Regions from separate parts of the Mus musculus genome. Here region 1 is linked to region 2. Evidence: chromatin contacts called from public promoter capture Hi-C data. All regions are on one chromosome and are shown on one strand. Each heading gives the region's core, a stretch centred on a gene start, on an enhancer-like site or on the middle of the called end of the contact. The rest is flanking DNA. Distances are from core to core; before and after follow the strand shown.

Region 1 (5,744 bases), core at 1,712-4,211, 220 kb after region 2:
TTCCTCTCTTTCTCCCTTTCAGCTTGCACGAGCCACTGTGCGTGACCCCAAGACAGGTGTCCTCACTGTTGCCAGCTACAGAGTTTCCAAAAGGTGAGTGGTGGGATGGGGTGGGGTAGCTGGTCAAGCCCAACCCTGGAGCTTCCCATAGGATGCAAGAGCATGCCAATGCCACCTTATCCAGCCTGCTGCTCTGCCTCGCTCTCCGTAGCATTTAGCCTGTTGCCCGTGAGTGCTGGCCTTGACTGGGCTCAGAGGACATCATCTAAGCCTGTCCATGCCTTTCATCTTTGCTCTTTTCTTTTGCCCAGCTCCTGGCTAGAGGAGGATGACGACCCTGTTGTGGCCCGGGTCAACCGGCGGATGCAACATATCACCGGGCTAACGGTGAAGACTGCAGAGCTATTGCAGGTGGGTTGGTCCCTGGGGCTGGAGGACTTCTGTTGGGCGAGGTGTTTTCCCAAAGTGCTTAGGCTGCGAGAGAAGGCTCACCCTCTGCATTAGTTATGTTCCTAATGAAAGGACCTGACAGAAGCCAACTGACAGAGGGGAGATCCGCTTCGGCTCACAGTCTCAGTCCACCATGGGGAGGCTTAGCAGCGGGAGCTTGCAACAGAGCTTGTTCACATCTTGCTGATTCAGAAACCAGAGGCCTGGCCAGAACCAACAGAAGATATAATCTTCATGACCCCCTTAGGCTAGCCAGGTTCCAGATTCCAGCCTCCCCACACAGTACCACCAACAGGGGAACAAATGTCTGCTCGTATGAGCCTTGACTTCATATTTGCAGCATCCAGACAAAAAACTGAGTGTGGCTATGCATTTTACTGTCACCCCAGCTGCTGTGGAGAGAACACGGACAGGAGGCTTGCTGGATGTCAGCTTACCTTCAGGTTCATTGTCTCAAGGGAATAAGGTGGAGCATGATAGAGTGAACACACGACATCCTTCTTTGGCCCCTGCATGCACACACCACCATATCCATACACCACATACATAAAGAACACACATGCACACACAAAGCTTGGGGGTTGTGCTCAGGCCTAGGGAGATGGCATCCCTGGGGAGTCGGGCTGCCGCGGGGCTGTTCAGACTGATGGCAAATGCAACGCTGTAATCCCTCTCCAGGTCGCAAACTACGGAATGGGGGGACAGTACGAACCACACTTTGACTTCTCAAGGGTAAGGCTCCGATCGTCTTTGGAGGGCTCCTCTCTGGCTGGTTTGAGAAGGTTGGAGCTTCTAGAAACATTTCAGCTCCCACGGCATCCCTCCTCCACCTACCTAGTGAAAGGGGAAATTCTGTGCTGCTGGCAAAGCACCTGCAGAGCCCAGTGGAGCCTGGTTGCATCCAATTGATGTGTGGGTGCTTTGGCTTGATAATAAAGTCAAGGACTTCTCTAGGTCCCTGTAAAGGGTTTTCTTGCCTCTCCCTGGTCCCCATTGTTGTATTCTGAGTGGGGTTCCCTGTATTACCTTGTCCCATTCTTGGTTTCTCAAGGGAAGGCAAACTTGCCACCTTCCCCTGACCCTTTTGGTCCCAGTCCTTTGGGTGGCGGGCAAGTTAGTTGGAAACTTGGATAAAAGTTGTTGTCTGTTGCAGCGACCCTTTGACAGCGGCCTCAAAACGGAGGGCAATAGGTTAGCGACGTTTCTTAACTATGTAAGTACTGGGCTGGGCGGTTTTGTTCACTCTCACTTAATTTTATAGAGCGATGAGCAAGATGCTTTCAAGCGTTTAGGGACTGGGAACCGTGTGGCCACGTTTCTAAACTACGTGAGTATGATGCACGTATCTGATGGGCCCCGTGGAGACCCTGGGGCCACCGGGCTCCGTATCCCACCCCCATCAGGGCTCATGGCATCAGCTGCTAATTAGTGGATCCTCGGTGCCCTTCTTGCCTAGAGTAGAGAGGGTTGGCTTTTGTCCTCACCGGTGTGCTTGTCTCTCTGCTACTCCCTGGCTCCCCACCCCCCAACATCATTATTATTTTTAGCTGTGGTAAAAATATACATAACATAAAAATTACCATCGTAACAATTTTCTGGTGTGTTCTGGTGACATTTATTAAATCCATCCCTAATGTGGACCATTTACCATCTGTTACCCTAGCTCTTCTCACCTCGTAAAATGGAAACTCTGTTTCTATTAAAGAGTACTTCCAGAGTCCCTTACCCACCCCCATCCTGCTTTCTGAGCCCACATGAACCGCATCAAAGGGGACGCCTGGAACCCTCTGTGCTTTTCACTGCCTGATGCCAAGTCCGCTCTCCTAAACAGATGTCTGTGTGGTGGCTGCTTCTGCTTCCCTTTGGTGGACACAGTTCTACTCTGAGCTTTGGGGATGAGAGCCCTGGTAGGCTCTGTCTTGGTGGCAAAGTGCACGGGAAGCAGGGAGGGGCTTTTAAAAGATAACGGCCTCTGTTTGCTAGTGTGGTTGGCCATTTTCCCTCCTGCTACCCCGCCCATCTGTAGGCTTCTGCTTCCCTTTCCCCGCTGGAGCAGCTCAGTCTAAGGAAGCCGAGTCAAGGGGCTTAGAAAGGAAGCTTGCTTATTCCTCTTTACGTTTTAATTATGTGCTGGAGGTCTGCCCTGCACACACACTGCTGACAAGGTCCTATGTGGTCTCCACTGCAACATCTGCGATCCGACTTGGGAGACTCGATAGAAGCATGGGAGAGAGTGTTACTTGGTTCCCATGGAGACAAACACTGACGAATTTGCCCAGGCATGGGGTTTAGTAAAGGCCTCATTTAGGAAATAACATGTCAGTTATGACTTGAAAGTCAAATGGAAATTTGTGGAACTTTTTTTTTTATGGCAAAGAGGAGAGTGTGGGGGCCTGGAAGAGAAAATGTCTGAGATGTTGGGAAATGGACAAAGGTTAGTGTGTCTGGAGAGAGAGGCAGGGGAGACTGACTTGGAGACTCTCTGGATTGGAACCCTAGCACTGGGGAAGCCACTGGGTGTTGTCATCTTTCTTATCGTGAGCCTGCTGAGTGCCTGCCTCTTCTGTCAGACTGGTGTGCGCCATACTGGGGAATTTTTAGCTCTAGGGGTTTCCCTCTTTTTTTTCTTAGCACTAATTTTTGTTACCTTACAGGCCATATTTTATTATAGTATAACCAAACAAAACAGAAAACTAAAACAAACCAAAAGCAAGATAAAACAAAACAAAACCCACTTCAAGTAAAAGTGTAATTTAGTACCATAGGAGAGGCAGAGTGGCATTCTGGGAAGGTGAAAGTCTGATGAGAGCAGCGAGAGCCAGGAAAACAGCCACACAGGGAAAGGGATGCTCCTGAGGTTGGGAGCCATGGGGAGCTCCTGCCCAGAGCAGTGGCTAAGCACAGTGGCGTAAGCAAGGCACGGCTGGGTGAGGGTTCAAGATGGAGTCAAGGTGGGCATTTATTCTCTCTTTCTCCCTTCCTTCCTTCCTTCCTTCCTTCCTTCCTTCCTTCCCCCCCCCTCTCTCTCTCTGCCTCCCTCCCTCTCCTCTCTCTCTTTTCTCTCTCTTTCTTTCTTTCTTCCTTCCTCCCTTTCTTTCTTTCTTTCTTTCTTTCTTTCTTTCTTTCTTTCTTTCTTTCTTTCTTCTCTCTCTTTTCCCTCTCTCTTTCTCTCTCTTTCTTTTTCTCTCTCTCCCTCCCTCCCCTCCCTCCCTTCCTTCCTTAGTTTCTTTCTTTTTCAGATGTATTTATATCGTATGAGTATTTGCCTGCATATGTGTGTGTATGTATGTGTGTATATATATATGTATGTATATATATTGCATGTACCACGTGCATGCATGGTGCCCACAGGCCAGAAGAGGACATCAGATCCCTTGGTATTGGAGTTACGGATGGTTGTGAGCCTCCACAAGTGCTCTTACATTGGGTTATGTGTAATAGCAGCAAACGCTGTTTTTTTTTTTCTTTTCCAACTTTATTAGGTATTTTCTTCATTTATATTTCAAATGCTATCCCGAAAGTCCCCTATACCCTCCTCCCACCCTGCTCCCCTACCCACCCACTCCCACTTCTTGGCCATGGTGTTCCCCTGTACTGGGGCATATAAAGTTTGCAAGGCCAAGGGGCCTCTCTTCCCAGTGATGGCCGACTAGGCCATCTTCTGTTACATATGCAGCAAATGCTCTTAACCACTGAGATGTCTCTCTAGACGAAGATAGTCATTTTTAAAATAGGCTTGGATTGTTCCCATTCAAGGACAGCCTGACTGTGGGGCTTCTGGGGCCTTTAGCTCTTGGACATCCAACCATAGAGACTGTCCTGATGAACCCCACAGATTTTGTGGTGTGTGGGAAGTCTCTCTTGGCTGAGGATAGCCATAGAGCAGAGCCTCCAGGCAGAGCCCCTCAGGGTCGCCTGCCATCCTTGACCAGAGGGACCAAGCTCTTTGCCTTATGTTCCCAGATGAGCGATGTCGAAGCTGGTGGTGCCACCGTCTTTCCTGACTTGGGAGCTGCTATTTGGCCCAAGAAGGTAAGTGTGACTCTTCAGGGTCACACGTTGATGCAGGCCTCAGACCTTGTCCCTGTCCCCCAGTGCTATTGACTGTCAATGTGATGTACCTTAATTCCTTCCCACCTGCACCCTGAACTTCTACCCAGGGAGAAGGGATGGTAAGGAAGACCCTTCAGGGCAGGTAGTTTCTAAACTTCCTTCCATTTGAAGGATAGGTACTTTTTAAGAACTTAGTTTTCGGAGTCCCAGAGCCCCATCTCCCAAACACAGGAAAGGAGGGACATTCTGTCAAAGGGTGAGGGGTTCTTGGAGCATGTCCTTGTGAGTAATCTTTAGGGTGTGCTCTGACAGCTCATCTCTTTCGCAGGGCACAGCTGTATTCTGGTACAACCTTCTTCGCAGTGGGGAAGGTGATTATCGGACGAGACATGCAGCCTGCCCTGTGCTTGTGGGCTGCAAGTGGGGTGAGTGGCTTGAGGGGTAGTGTGGATAGTGCCTCAACCTGGTATTTGATGGTTGGCCTTAGGCGCAGAAGCGGAGACGACAGCTAACTGCGTTCAGTTCTGTTCATCACAAAAGGTTTTCTCTGGCTTGTACCACCCAGCCAGAGCTCCTGCAGTTGTCTGCTGACACTCAGAGATGCTCAGAGAGCTGAGGCAGCCCGGGCTGCATGAGCACCATAGGTCCAGTGTAGTCTCTGGCAAGGGTTTTAGGGGAGCGTAGCTGGGAGGTGTCTGTCCAGGGCAAGCAAGACTTGTGTGGCTATAACCAGCATCTTAGGTAGCAGGGTGGGAGACTGACTGTCCTTGTCACCTGAAGAAGGACAGGTCTGAGATGAGACTGGAGCCAAGAGGTGAGACTGGAGGTTGGGACCAGACCAGAGAAGATGAATATTAGCCTCATCCTTTAAGTTGCTGTGGAGAACTAGAAACGGCCTAGAACGTGACAGGAAGGGACCACATGCGTTTAGAACTCTTGGAGTTTGGGCGATAAATAGTGATTGGCTCACAGAAAAGGTAAAATAAACAAATGAAAATTTGGTCGTTGCCGATTCAGGAGGAGAAAGACCAGTGTAAGTCTAATCTACTAGGTGTCGAAAGCATAGCACAGATAGTCTACATGTGAGCACTGTGAGTTAATAAGAACTAAAGTTTATCATTTCGCTACATATGCTATTAGTCTTAAGTCTTCTAGACAGTTTGTTTAGTTAAGTACAGGTATTAAATTGTATTTTAAAATCTGTCTTTAGTAGTGCATTACTTTTAAAAATGTGTGTGTGT
Region 2 (6,100 bases), core at 2,662-5,161:
CTGGGTAGGAACACCAGATTGGAGGAATGGAAGTTTCTCCATCTCATATGACAACATCCCAAGTACGACTACCCTGGGTAGAACACAGCAGCTATGAGCTAGCAGGACGTGGAGGAGCAGACCTTTGGTTGTCGGTGAGAATGCCATATTCTTTGGCATTCCACAGGTGTTCAATCTCAAAAAAACAGCAATATGGGTCAGGGAGATGTCTCAGTGGGAAAAGTGTTTGCTGTGTAAGCATGAGAGACTGAATTTGGATGATCAAAACCCTATGTAGAATCTGGGTGTGGCAGCGTGTGTTTATAATCCCAGTGCTGAGGTGGGGAGGGGGGCGGCAGAGACAGGTGGATCCCAGGAACTCCCAGGATCCAGGAGTGTTGCAGAACATTTATTGTAAGGGTCTATGCTTCACTGAAGAACGGTGTCCCGGACTTAAATAGTATGGAAAAGTGAAGAGTATTTTATTCTGTAGAAATCTAGCATGTTGGGGTCTCACATTCTAAGATGGCGACATCTTGTAGGTCCAATTTAAAGCATAGTGGGGGGATTCTGGGGTAGGTAACCTTTATCTTGTTCCATCTCTAGGGACATTCTAGAACCATTACTGGAGCATGGGGTCTGGAAACTGTTGTTGAGGAAGTCTGGAAACTGTCATTGACTCATTGTCCTTCCTTCAGGCCAGGTGGAGGGCAGCTTCTGATGGCAGGGCAGTTTCTGACTAGCTGCCTGAAACCTGAGCTTTTTTTCTAGTAACTGACTTCTATGGGCTTGCCTGGACTTGACTAGTTCTTAGGCCTAGTCTCCTGAACTGCCAGTTTGAAGCCTGTCATGGAGTCAGCCTAGCTTTCTTGTTATCAAATTGCAAAGCCCAGGAGCTTGAACTGTAAAAAGCTGTTTCTTACCGTGGTGTGGCTCAGCCTTTGATCCTAGAGCTTTGAATTCACTGTGTGCTGTGGCTCAGACCTAGCCCACACCTTTAATCCAAGAGCTAAATAAAGTCAATCCCAGGTGAAGAAGGAGAGCAAACAACCGGCTGACAGGGAGTGACATAAGTGAACAGAAGGGGGAGGGGTGTCTTTGTGTTGAAGGACATTTAGGCTTTCACCACAGTCTTCATTTGGTAAAATCGATGTTTGGGATTTAGTTTTTAAAACAACACAGGACCTATACAGTGTCGCCATAAAGATGAGATCCAAGTTTGGTGAAAGGTTTTATCTCAAGGCAAAACATTGGAAAATAATACCAGAAGACACCTGAATTCCTGCATTTGAACACATGTGAACATATACAGACACACTCACATGCATTTGCCATATACATACATATAAATACTTCATATATATACAAACATAATTTGCACCCCATACACCCTATGTGCAAACACATACATATATACCCCACATATATACCTCATATACACACCTATCTCCTATGTACACACACACACACACACACACACACACACACAAACCCCATGCATACACACACACACACAAACACACACACACACACACACACACCCCATGCATACACACACCCACACTTAAACACACATACACAAAGAAAAGAGAAGAAAAGAAAAGAAAAGAATTCAATACTATTAACATCAGTAATAACTTGAGCTCACTCATTTTGGGTTACAGCTGCCTGAAATGTGAAGTATAACCCTTGATAAAGAGTCACCTCTACAGTTCTTGGCCAGGAATAAGGATTCCTTGCTCAGAGAATAGTTAGTTACCTCTCTATGGGAACCAGGGGCTGAAATTGGTGTTGGTGCCTATGAGATGGTGTATAAGGTCTGAGATCCCTACAGTGGATCCTTTGTGGCCCTCAAGAGAGAGAGTTCCGAATGGAGGAGGAGCTAGAGGGGCTTTCCCATCAGCACAATATGTGGATGTCTATGATACTTCCTGAACTGATTCAGACATCAAGTGTTTGAGCATATTGACTAGGACCTAAGGATACACCCGGACAAAGAACCCCCCCCCCCCCGCCCCCACCCCCGCCCAAGTCTTGCCAGTTGAGACCATCAAGGATCTGATATGTCAGTGCCTAGATTTTCTCTTCTCTTCTCTTCTCTTCTCTTCTCTTCTCTTCTCTTCTCTTCTCTTCTCTTCTCTTCTCTTCTCTTCTCTTCTCTCCTCTCCTCTCCTCTCCTCTCCTCTCCTCTCCTCTCCTCTCCTCTCCTCTTCTCTTCTCTTCTTTCTTTTTTATTTTATTTCTTTTTTATTTTTTTGAAAATGTTAGCATTTAATTAACCTCCGTCGTGGCTTTTAAGCCACCAGAACACAGGCACCTCCAACACCTTTAATCTTCTCCAACTCTTCTGCTGAAGAATTTGGCCTTCACGATGACAGGTTGCTTAGGGAGCTTTCCCTTGCCCAGAACTTTGTAGTAGCCTGATCGAACAACATCAATGATGGGAGCAGCTCCAGTTTTGTTTTATGCTGCATTGACCCGCGTCTGCTCGCTGACCAAGGTCCACAATTTATCCGGGTTGACAGTTGGGCAGAAGCTCTGGTTCCTCTTTGAGTGGTAGTGCCAACTTTCCCAAAGTAAGCTAGATGATATTTGTCAGAGTTGATCCTGCGGTGATGCATGGATCCAGCCTTCCCGCAGCCTCCTGGGTGCTTGCAGTGCTTACCGATGCGGTCCTGGCCGTGGCTCACGTGACCCCGGAGCTTCCGGGTCTTCCTCAGTCTGGATGGCATGGTGGTACCGGGCAGAAAGGGAAAAGGGCTAGATTTTCTTCAAGCCAATAGAGTGATTCACAGAGACCTGAAGCCAGAAAAGCAACAATTGTGTAAGCATGGAGCACTGGCTGTATCTTTGAAGAAGTGTTTTGTGGAAAGCCTCTCTTCTGTGCAAACTCTGGAGCAGACCAGTTGGGCAAAATCTTTGATCAAATTGAGTTGCCTCCGGAAGACGAGTGGCCTCCTGAGGTAGTCCTGTCCAGGGGAACCTTTTCCCTTAGAGGGCCTTAGCTGGCGCAGTCAGTGGTGCCGGAGATGGAGGACTGGAGCTCAGCCGCTCCTGGAAATGCTGACTTTTAACCCACATAAGTGGATCTCTGCCTTTCGAGCTTTGCAGCACTCTTATCTGTACAAGGAAGAGGGTGACCCCGAGGGAGAAGTAGAATGGCTGTGGTCCCTGCTTCTGGACACGTAAGTGGAGAAGACCTCAATGAAAAGGCTGCTTCTGCTTTCCTCTGAGACTCCTCCAGCATTTTTCAGAGATGATTTAAGCCTTAAATGACATCCCCTGCTCCTCCTTATGAGGGTTACCCTCTTATCCTCCCATCTCTCTGCACTAAAGGGTGAGCATATGTTGTCTTCCTCCCTCCCTGACTTATACTGGGGTCCTTTCTCATACACGAAAACAAAACAAGACAAAGACAAATAAACGCATAAAAGAAAGATGAGTCTCCCCAAAGTTTGGTGCCTATGTGGGACAGACACAGCAGGAACACTGAGTCACTCACGTAATTTGATTCCTGGCAATGACAAGGTCTGAATAGGCTACTGCAGGGCACTCATGGTCTCTGGGAATTGATTGAGAAATGTGATATTTATTCTCTGGACACTCACATTGGAGTTGCCAGGTAGGAGGCATACAATACACTTACGCTTACAATAAGAGTAAGCAGAGATTTCACACAGAGTCCAGTGTCAAGAATGAGCAAGACAGGAGGCTGATGAAGGAAGCGTCTGCCTTTACAGTGAATGGTGAGGGGTACAACTGTTCTAGAAGGTGTTGTCTCCAGCTGAGCGACAAGGAAGAAAAGGAACGGCTCCTGCAAAGACCCGAAGGAATGTGCCGAGCAAAAGAACAGCATGAGAACTGAGTGTACGGTAGAGGAAGTGTCTGGAATGTTTGGGTCACGGAAGGGAGGCGTGGCAGGGACACAGCAATCAAATCGAGCAGGCCTGGGGCAGAGGTCACGCATGCTGGCAGGAGAAGAAAAGCACCTGGGAGTGCCTGTAGTCAGTCCAAAGTGTGTGTGTGTGTGTGTGTGTGTGTGTGTGTGTGTGTGTGTGTGTGTGGTGTGAGAAACTGACCGTTGAGGTTGGTCTGGTGCTTCTTCGTATTCAAATGTTAGATTCTGTACCCCAAGGTCTGCTTGACCGAAGAAGAGCGAATTCCCACGTACGCTAGCTTTTGTTGTGTAAACTTTGCCTCTCAAGTTGCTCCTGATTGGTTAATAAAGATGTCTACAGCCTGGGCTGGACAGAAGAGAGGGAGCTGGAGTGAGGGTTCACAGGCTGGGGGGCTCAGGTAGGGACCACGAGGGAGAAGAGAGTGAGGAGAGGGGGAGGAGAAGGCAGCCACCATGGGGTGGATCATGAGCACGTGGCCACGAGGGCTGGTCTGATGAATCAGGAACGGTGCAAATGGGGCAGATGCAAGTGTTTATGGGGATTGTGGTGGGGAAGCAGACAAGACAGCGTAGTGCTTTAAAGCTTATTATAATCTAAAGGTTTCTGTGTCTTTTATTTGGGGACTAAATGGTCTGAAGCAGGGTAGAAAACCCTAACAGATGTTAAAGGCAACAGTGTAGAATGCCCCTACACTGTTAACCATTACAATTGACAAGAAGGAAGACAGGCCTACTGGTTAGGAAGCCATGATAGCAACACAGGCAAGAGCTTCTGGTGCTCTGAACTGTGTGGCATCCATAGAGAGAAAAATGGGTGAAATGGAAGATATCTGGGGGCTCTCAGTGATACAGTATGTACTTGGGATATATGAGGCCCTGGGTTTGATCCTCACTATCAAATACAAACACAGATATGTGTAGATGTGTGTGTGTGTAAAATGGTGGCATGGCTAGGCTAGTGCTGTTACTGTCTAGGGGTCTTGGTCTGGTTCACTTTCTCTCCCAGCTAAAGAACTTACAGGTAGGAAAAAGTCAAGGGCAACAGGTACACAGGGAAGACTGAAAGAACAGCTAAGAAAGGCCTTTCCCAGGAGTAAGGAAGCACACACATACATCAGGCACAGGGACAATGACCCTCTGCAGACCAGAAGAGGCACCGGGGAAGTCTCTTCTTGAAGGCTTGCTCTTCCTGGCCTTGGCTAGCATCCCAGCTTTCTTGGGTCCCCAACAACAATGCCCCAATGTCAGCAGCAAGTAGTCATCCCTTATAATCAACAACAACAAAAAATCCTCTGGAACAAATGACTGACACATTGCAAGGGCCACGAAGGAGAAATGATATATGGCTTTAGAACTCATGGAATGTGGCCCACTGGTTATCAAAGCCACATGGGTGAGCCTCTGTGTGGCATGGCCCCAAGGACCACGTGTCCTGAAGACTTCATGTTAGGGAGTTTTACTCTGCTTGCTGCCTTCACACTCCTCTTTTTCTTGTCTTGTCTTGTCTTGTCTTGTCTTTTTTCTTTTCTTCTCTTTTTTTTCTGAGACAGGGTTTCTCTGTGTAGCCCTGGCTGGTCTGGAACTCACTCTGTAGACCAGGTTGGCCTTGAACTCAGAAATCTGCCTGCCTCTGCTCCCAAGAATACATGTGGGTTCTTGGGAATAATTTATTTTCTTTACCTGTACTACGTAATGTTATTTCTTGTAAAGGTATTGAGGAACATCCGTTTTTTTCATAGTCATTCACTAGAAGAAAACTAGAATGCAATCACATTGTAATTTTGTACTGCTTAAAAGATTTTGCTGGGATATATAAGGTATGGAAGAAAGAATAAAGTTTTGGGGTTGGAGCATTCCATCCATCCATCCATCCATCCATCCATCCATCCATCCACTATGTGTATGTATGTATATGTGTAAGGTTTATGTGAATGGGAGGTTAGAACACTATTCCTTTCACCCATCAACTATACATATGTATGTATGTATATATGTGAAGCTTGTCTGGTATATGTTGGAGTTTGCTCCATCCACCAATTGTGTGTACATATGTAGGTATGTGTACATATTGACACTCTCATGAGCAACTTCAAAAGTTCCAATTCCTCACACTCATATCTCTAGGGTTATTTTCTGGTGGTTTTTAAAAGAGATTTTATTTTTTAATGAAGTGTATATTTGTGTCTGTGTGTAGCTATGTGCTCATGGGTTCAAGTGTCCTAG

What was found. Capture Hi-C pulls out chosen DNA fragments and counts their contacts.
Region 1: a contact with region 2 is called in a promoter capture Hi-C map of adipose tissue. The contact joins two enhancer-like sites. A contact is called at or near these places in 2 of 115 datasets of contacts at active chromatin or transcription factors (embryonic stem cells and pancreatic cancer cells) and 2 of 9 other capture datasets (adipose tissue and liver).

The regions. Positions count from the first base shown.
Region 1 is chr11:54,124,635-54,130,378 of GRCm38.p6, forward strand. P4ha2 (procollagen-proline, 2-oxoglutarate 4-dioxygenase (proline 4-hydroxylase), alpha II polypeptide) reads left to right here. Exons shown (of 16, transcript NM_001136076.2): 10 at 23-93; 11 at 312-411; 12 at 1,129-1,182; 13 at 1,604-1,663; 14 at 4,414-4,482; 15 at 4,832-4,928. Among named protein-coding and RNA genes, the nearest start is that of Gm12223, 14 kb to the right of the region's middle. Within about 2 kb of position 2,962, at least 56 of the 459 cell types and tissues checked have an H3K27ac peak or open chromatin away from gene starts, as enhancers often do. A contact at or near this core is called in adipose tissue, where this site is marked.
Region 2 is chr11:53,900,445-53,906,544 of GRCm38.p6, forward strand. No RefSeq gene overlaps it. Among named protein-coding and RNA genes, the nearest start is that of Slc22a5, 12 kb to the left of the region's middle. Within about 2 kb of position 3,912, at least 98 of the 459 cell types and tissues checked have an H3K27ac peak or open chromatin away from gene starts, as enhancers often do. A contact at or near this core is called in adipose tissue, where this site is marked.